2 separate regions of the Mus musculus genome follow, and region 2 is linked to region 1. A link is a contact called in public HiChIP or PLAC-seq data. All regions are on one chromosome and are shown on one strand. Each heading gives the region's core, a stretch centred on a gene start, on an enhancer-like site or on the middle of the called end of the contact. The rest is flanking DNA. Distances are from core to core; before and after follow the strand shown.

Region 1 (4,185 bases), core at 922-3,421:
TCTGTCTCTGTCTCTCTCTCTCTGTCTCTCTCTGTCTCTCTCTGTCTCTCTCTGTCTCTCTCTCTCTCTCTCTATATATATATATATATATATATATATATTCAAGAATGGCCTTGAATTTATAATTCTCATATCTCTATATTGCAAGTGCTGTGATTATAGATATGTGGCACTGTACCAGGTTAACATATAAGTTTTTAAGGAACCTAATTCAATCCATAACACTCTGCTCTTGAGACTTCTAAGTTCTCATATATATTTTTTGACAGTCCCCAAATTCTTATCCCACTTCACTATCAAATTATAAATCCAAAATCTTATCAAAATATAGGTAGAAACTTATGAAGTCACAATCCTGTAATTCCAGCATATGATGGGGGCAGGAGAATTGCTTGTGCCTTGGAGTTAGAGACAGGTACAGGCAAAATATTGAGACACCCCCCACCCCCAGATGTGAAAGTAATAGAAAGTAAACCTACCAAAAATTTCAAAGAAAACAAAAAAACAAAACAAACGATTAAATGTCCCTAATCTTGAAAATCTGAAACTCTCCAGAACCTCTTGACTACTACAATGCAGTAAAGAAAAACTTTCATACAGATGAAACTTTTGTATAAATTAAAAATATTTTAATTATCTTCACACTATGGATTTCCTTATGCAATAATCCTTTCTTGCAGGAAAAAAAATGCCCTTTAAGATACACTTAAAAGTTACAGTTCTATGAGCCTTTAAGGCACAGATGAGAAATGTTTTGATAAATATTCTAGGGTCTGGAGAGATGACTCAAGAGCAGTAGTTGTTTTTCCAGAGACCTGGTTCAATTCCCAGCACCCACACGGCAGCTCATGTCTGTAACTCCTGTTTCAAGGGTTCCAAGGGTTTATACATACATATATATGTCATAACACCAATACACATATAATTGAAATAAAAAAAAATGAGTTTTTGTGAATAAGTTACCTGGATGCCCAAGAAATGAAATCCTTTAATAAGCTCTCCTGGCAGGCGGTAAGTCACCTTGTTTGGCTGTTCATCCTCTAAAGATTTTGTAGTCCTGTTGTGGTAATGAAGAGAGTGGAGTGTACAGCATGTACAAGTGCATGCTGGGAAGGAAATGATGAAAGAACCTAGCCAGGATGAAATGAAATTGATGAATTAATGAAAAAATAGTACCGAGAGAGTAAAATGCTAATACGATTATGAGGGAGCCTAAAATTATAACGGTAGGATGCAAATCTAAGTAAAATGATGAGTCTTAACTTTTGTCATCTCAAAGGCATTTTAAATTATCTTTATAAACCCTTGGAGACAGGGACTAAATATAATTTACACCACTCTTGGTTTTGGGGAGTAACTTTCATCTACATCCTTGAATAGCTGGTGTTCTACTCTTTGCAGGGTCCTGACAAAAGAAAGTCTATTGAGGTTTAGCACAAAATTGAGTTGCCTGAAAGAAGTCATCTGCAGCCTTGTGGCTTTGCCTTGGTGCTTGGTGCATTTGGCATATTGCTGGCACTGCCTGTGGACATTAGCTCCCGCCCATGCCCCAGCCCTGGGCACAATCCCTACACAAAAGTGATGCTCAGTGTGCTCCCTGGACACCTCAATGGCCCAGAGTACTAAGTTCTGAGGCCCAGCCAGCTTGCCCTAGACAAATGGTGCCTAAGGCCAATTTAGTGGACAACCCCTGTTCGATCCTTCAGGGGGTGACAGGTAAAGGTCCCCGAGGGGGAGGGGAGACTCTACTGTCTGGGAAAAGGGGTTCAGCTCCTTGCTGCTCACAGTGCCTTCCTGAGCCCGACAGGGTCTCCACTGCCGATCATCCTGTACCTACAACCTCTCCAGGGCCTCCCTGGCCTCCTCTCCCCTGGACTACGGGCTCCGTGTGCGAGAAGCCGCGTTACGAGTGGACGCTCCGAAATGCGACTCTGCTTCTGTGCCGGGTTATCACGACTGTCCGGAGCCACCGGCTTCCCACCCCTACCCAGTAAAGTTCACTGCTGGTCGCATGAAACTTGAGGACTTCTGGAAAGACCAGTGAGCTCTAGGAGAGGAGCGCCCGCACGTGGGAGGCGGGGCCTCGGTGTGAAGCCAGCGGTTGAGGGCGGAGCTCAGGGGCCCAGAGGGCAGATCCCGGAAGTGGAGAAATAGGCTGAGGGCGGGGCTTGTTGCGCGAGAGGCGGAGTCCAGAGGGGAGCAACAGTTATGAGGGCGGAACTTAGAAATGATGAAGGCGGAGCCAGGGTCTGTAGTAATTGGGCTGAGGACCGGGTTTAGGAGCGCAAAAAGTGGAGTCCAGGAGTAGAGGAAATAGATTGAGGAAGGGGCTTGGAGCATGAGAGGCAGAGTCCTAGTGTGGAGCAACAGGACAAGCGCGGAACTTAGGCAGGCAAGAGGCTGAGCCCAGGCCTGTGGCACCAATCTGGGGGCAGACTGTGTTGCTGGTGAGTGGTGCAACAACCTGAGGGATAAACTGAACAACCTGTGAGAGGCGGAGCCCGGGGTACAGTGGTCAGCTTGGGGTGAGGTTTAGAACTGCCAGACTCTGTGGCCAGTGCCCAAGCTAGTCGCTCTAGGCCATGGCAGGGAAGGGAGGAGCTGTGGGTGCTGTTTCCCAACCCCTCCGGGCAGGCGCTGAGCAAAGGGATCTATACCTACCCAGCGCACCACATTCCCACCCACCCAGCCGAGCTCCGGAAACTCGCGCGGGCTCAGGGGGTCAGAGTTGAAATCCCTCAGTGAGATTTGGAAGGTGCAGATCCTAGTTTGGGAGGCGGATGGAGACTTGGCCCCGAGGTTAAGAGCACCTGTTCTTGCAAAGGACCTGGGTTTTATTCTCAGCACCCAGGTCGAGACTCACCTAGGGTGGGAGGGAATGGAAGGCATGATGGGATGTTGCAGAGAGGTAGTGGAAAAGCAGAGAGATATGGAAGCCCTAACGTTTGTGCTGAGGCTAGGATGGTTCTGATGATTGGATATGTTGAAAATGATCTGTATGGGTCCAAGGAACAAATAACTATACGTCGATGAGTTGTAAAATCCCTGAAAGTTTCAAACATTGGTGTTAAACTCCTCAAGTATATATTAAAAGTGAGATTTTGAATTCAGTCAGAAACTCCCAGTGGGTGGCGCTCTGTGCCCTAGGTAGGTGAATGGGAGACTCAAAGATTTGTTGGGCCCCAGTTTCTACTTTGAAAATTATCAGCTAGAAGCAGCTGATCATAATCATGTTCTGCTTTGAAGTATGTGTTCTACCCTCCACTAGAATTGATATTTTGTTTTTATCTTTTCATTTTTACGACTGGAAGGTTTTTTGTTGTTACTGGTACTGTAAGTTGGCAGAGTGCTGGCTCCCCATCAGTGAGGTCCTGGATTCAGTCCCAGCTCTGAAGAAAAACAGATGTACTTGAAAACTTGTTCTTGAACTTTGATTTTGTTTATCTGGGTATATTTAAATATATGCTATATATTATACTTGGTATGGGAGAATTACTTCAAAGACAGAGTAAGTCAGTTCTATCTCAAAAAGTTAAAAAAACTTGCAAAGAAACCTAATAACCTATTTCACTTTTGCCTTATTCTAACTTCTTAAACATACATGTCCTAGTTTCCTTTCTATTGCTGCGATAAAACACTCTGACCACCATCAGCCTAGGGAAGAAAGGGTGTGTTTGGCTTACATGTCTGGGTCACATCCATGTTTGAATGAAGTTAGGGCAGGAAGGAACCTGGAGGGAAGACCCGTGGAGGAAAGATGTTCCAGCCGTGCTCAGTTAGCTTCCTTGTTCAACCCAGGGAATGATGACACCCACTATGGGCTGAGCTCTTCTGTATTAATTAAGATAATGAGGACAAGCTCTCATATACATGCACACGGGCCAATTTTATACAGATCATTACTCAGTTGAGACATTTTTTCTTTTTCTTTTTTTTTCTTTTCTTTTCTTTTCCTTTCTTTCTCTCTCTCTCTCTCTTTCTTTCTTTCTCTCTTTCTTTCTTTCTTCTTTTTTTTGATACCTCTAGGCAGTGTCGAGTTCACAGTTAATAATAACTAGAATAATAATCCTTTTTTTCCCATTGTGTCAAATGTGGGTGTTTCAGGCCTGACTGGTCCAGTAAGAATGTTGCATCATTGGGCATGTTAGAGCTCATCTTTAATACTAGAACACATGAGGCAAAGGT
Region 2 (4,185 bases), core at 542-3,041, 140 kb before region 1:
TTAACCTAGTTTCTACTGGAGGCATAGAAGGAAAGGAAAGGAAAGGAGAGGGGAGGGGAGGGGAGGGGAGGGGAGGGGAGGAGAGGAGGGCAAGGATGAGAACAAAGTTCCCACAGGATCAATAGGCCTTGGCTGATTACTCAGATGTGAAGAACAGGGATCGGGTCAGTGCACAGCTGCTTGGATGCACCTGGCATGTGACAGGAGTAAGGTCACTATTAAATAGGATACTAGCCATCGCAGTTAGTTGTTCAGTTGCCTTCAGTCTGAGCAAATTCTCTGTTGGTAAGACGAGAACAAAGAAATAAAGGCTCTGCTACTAGTAAACTCTCAATATATCTTGTTGGATAGTACCCCAAGTACCAACTGTACTGTATCCGTGTCTGAGTTAGAAAATAGAGCTGTGGCTAGAGAGATGACTCTGGTTATATGTACTAGCTGCTCTTCCAGAGGACCCGGGTTCAAGTCCTAGCACCCACATAGTAATTCAAACCATTCACAACTCCAGTTCCAGATCTCACTCCTTCTTCTGGCATGTAGGTGGTATATAGATACACATGCAGGTGATACATGTCTTTTGAATTAATAAGCTATCCAAATTACATTATCTATTTAAAAAGAAAGCAGAGTTAAACATTAAGACTTAGAAAAAAATTACCGTTTCTGAATTACACACTCTATTTTTTCTTACACTCATTGTTTGTTATCTTCTGTAAGTGAATAGAAAGTTAAGTACATGAAGTAGTGATTTTGTCTGTATTATTCACCGGGTAGTACACAGCACTTAAACAGGATGTGATATGTAGTAGCGACTCATTAAATATACATATTTAAATAAACCTAAGCAGAATTTGCCATTTTAGCTATTAAACTCCGTAATTCTAATTTTGGCAGCCATCTTCAGCGATTTCCGTAACACCCACCGAGTGAGTATCCCAATTATCTGCATGTGTTGGAGTCAGAAACTCTCGTCTACAATCTTGGGTACCTGCTAAACAGCTAGAGACAAACGTTAAACGAAATCATCAAAACCACAGTCTGACACTACTTGACCCCAGAAGCAGAAGGACTGATCAAGAAAAAAATATAAGGCAGATGTGGGCCAAGAGTGCCTTGCATATCCGTGCTTCACAGAATTGATGCTTGCTGAAAAACGACTAAAAGCAAGGGTTGGTCTTCAACCCCTATGGCAGCTAATACAGACACCGCTAGGCATCCATCATATGCCAAACATAAGGACATTAGATCCTACCAGGGTTCCCAACGGCCTTACCTCCCCAACCCATAAACTGCACTCTTCGCGGTCTGAGTCGGCCCATGCTGGTCAGGACAGAGCAGACAGGGAGCTGAAAGGAGTAAGCCAGGATTTGCGATCCTCCATATCCCCAGGCCCCAATCAGGTGGCGTACACTTTTCTCTCTCCTCACCAGAAATGTTCACCTCCCAGCTGCTTTGTCAATCGCCAGCCTTCCCCGGTGCAGCCTGACCACCTATGCTCTGACACCCTTTCAACCGGACGCCGCCATGTTGCAGACAATAGTACTACATTTCCCATGAGTCCCTGGGGCTACCACAACCCCCTTCGGGACTCAAATTCTTTGTTGACCCTTTCTCCGCCAAATGTCTGTAAACTGCTGCTTGAAACAGAAAATTTGGCTGCTTTATTTGGGTGAATAGTAATCGTTGGAATAGGACCTACAACTATCACGTTACTAAATGCTAAACATTTGATCTTATACTCACAAATAACTGTAGTCTTAAGGGAACTTACCTGTGTAAACCACACCAATCGAAATGCAGAGCTGTAGAGTTCAGTCTCAACTGACATCTACAGCACAACTCCTATACCTCAGGCTTAGAACACTGCAGAGAAAATGGAGGTGGAGAAACGGAAGTTTACTGTGAATTGTGTCTCCTGGGAACATCAGAAGCCACACCCATAAAGTCTCTCTAGTGTGACTGCCTATACTGAACTGAACAAAGACAATGAAAACGGTTGTGTTTGTGTGGTCAGGCAAAGAGTCGAGAACGTCTAAACCCTACACAAAGAACAATATGCAAATAAGGAATTCTGAGAGCAAGAGAAATACTTTTCTCCAGGGAAGAGCACGCCAATTGTTTATCCAACAATGAATGATCAGCCTGAAAACACTTAAATACAAGAAACATTGTACAATTTGTATTAATGTATGTATGTACAATTAATAATAAAAGAGGTGATGAATTTGAAAGAGCAAGGACGATGGGTATAGGAGAGGGTTTGGAGGTAGGAAATGCAATGAGTAAATTATAATATAATCTAAAAAACCAGAAAGAGTAGAAACTCTAAAACAGAAGAAACTGGATCTACTTCAGGAAAGATATTTCAAAGTAAAGTTTAAATGGCAGAAAAATTAAAGACAATAATTATATCCCTATTATGAGATTGACTCATGACAAAAAAACAGTAACAGTATTGTTTTTAATTTGTAGTATTTACTCAACTCCACATTGTTAGGCCTCAAAGAAAGAGGGACAAATCACTGACTGAAGTGCCTACTAAAACATCAATGCAAATACTTGCAGCTCTCTGCAACATTACTCAGTACCTGTTGCTCCTCCCAGCACTGCTCACCTCTCCCCTTCCCCTAAACCTTTCCATCTCAGGGACTAACTTTCTGCTTCTTCCCTTCCCGACTTATTGATCTCCATATAACATAGCTATTTTGGACACTGGGTCTCTTGGCCTATTGGCTCCTATCTGGTTCTACTCCTGGCTCTTTCTTGGTACACTTGCATCCCTCTCTTCTCTCTTACCCCCTCCCAACCCCCCAAAGCCAAGCTCTGTCTGTTGGCCATGTTCAGTATAAACACTTCCAGATGTTTCTGGCTATTCTCTCCCTCATATCTACAATAAACCTCCTCTTCAAAACATACCTTGGGGCAGTCATGTTGTTTGATTTTTCCTATGAAGACTTGGGAACCAGATGCTGGGAAGAAAGCCTGCTAGCTCTGCGAGGCAGAGAAAGTACCCAGTTGACCTTCCTCCTCAGCCAATGTCCCAGAAGGAATACCCCTTAAAAAATGCCCACCTTAAAAAAAATCTTTTTTAAACTGAATTTTCTTCCTTCTTACTTCCTGTGTGTCTCTCTATCCATCCTTCTGACATACTCTTACTCTCTTTGGTTCTTTTCTCAATAATTCTATAGTCATTTCTTGTCAAGTGGTTGCTTTCTCTAACTCTTGACTTTATTTAATCCTGTTTACACTACTCAGACAGAAAGCTCTTGCATTAAAAGTATGTGCTAAGACTGAGCCACACCACCACCACCACAACAAAAAATTTCCAGTAAATCACATAATCTCAAGGTACACACAGTATGATTAAATATCCTTCAACATAGTCATGTTCTCATTTGTTTTTCATCCGGTGCAGAAACCACCACAGAAATAACACAAATTAGTTTCTTTTAAAGGTAGCTGGTCTCTCTAAATTATGCTGACTATTTGAATCTCTTAAGGTCTGTAGGGATAATTTCTTTCTGCTGACTTTTGCCACCTACCCATTTTGGCTATAAATTCTAGAGTCTTGATTCTTATCTATTCAACTATTCTCAACTACTTGGTAAGTGTCTCTCTGGCTCTTAGAGCTACCATGTCTATGTGGGCAACTATACCCATGTAGTCATCTCTCTTTCCCCCCTTTTCTCCTCTACTTGATAAATGTCCCCCTGTAGCTGCCAGCTTCGTCTGCTATTACTACAAAATCTGCACCAATGTGCCAGCAATTTTCTCTAACCTGTCTGGGGTTGCCAATCACATGGAAAGGGACATTTCTTCTCTGCAATCTGGGACATTTATCTCAAGCAAGTCTTTCATCTGCTCTGGGACACCTGGGATTGAAATTTGTGTCATTAAGACTTCTCTTTGTGCATAGTTCCTTCTTAGAGCTTTCTCTAGTCAGTCTCCCCTTAGGACCTGCCTGGAATCCTGCAAATCTTAAAGCCAGTCTGAGCCACTGTACTGTCTCTCAGCTCCCTTTTGAAGCTTTCCTCCACTTTGGAGTTCCATTTATGACCCTTTTTAGTTTGCACCCCAGACTCAGGTTTTATTAAGGTCGCACAGTCTTACTGTAAATGGCTTGGCCTTGGTACAGCTCCATAACAAAAGATTGGCATACTTCATTTCTATATTATCTTTTATGGT

What was found. HiChIP or PLAC-seq counts read pairs in DNA pulled down with a chosen protein or histone mark.
Region 2: a contact with region 1 is called in an H3K4me3 HiChIP or PLAC-seq map of stem cell-derived neural progenitor cells, with 49 read pairs. The contact joins the promoter of Alkbh8 here to the promoter of 4930433N12Rik in region 1. A contact is called at or near these places in 2 of 484 Hi-C or Micro-C datasets (both in embryonic stem cells) and 5 of 115 datasets of contacts at active chromatin or transcription factors (embryonic stem cells and stem cell-derived neural progenitor cells).

The regions. Positions count from the first base shown.
Region 1 is chr9:3,197,799-3,201,983 of GRCm38.p6, reverse strand. It overlaps 4930433N12Rik (RIKEN cDNA 4930433N12 gene), which reads left to right and starts at 2,171. Exons shown (of 5, transcript NR_027988.1): 1 at 2,171-2,447. Gm31138 (predicted gene, 31138) reads right to left here and starts at 2,090. Exons shown (of 3, transcript NR_166724.1): 1 at 1,834-2,090; 2 at 964-1,130.
Region 2 is chr9:3,332,837-3,337,021 of GRCm38.p6, reverse strand. Alkbh8 (alkB homolog 8, tRNA methyltransferase) reads right to left here and starts at 1,791. Exons shown (of 12, transcript NM_026303.1): 1 at 1,772-1,791.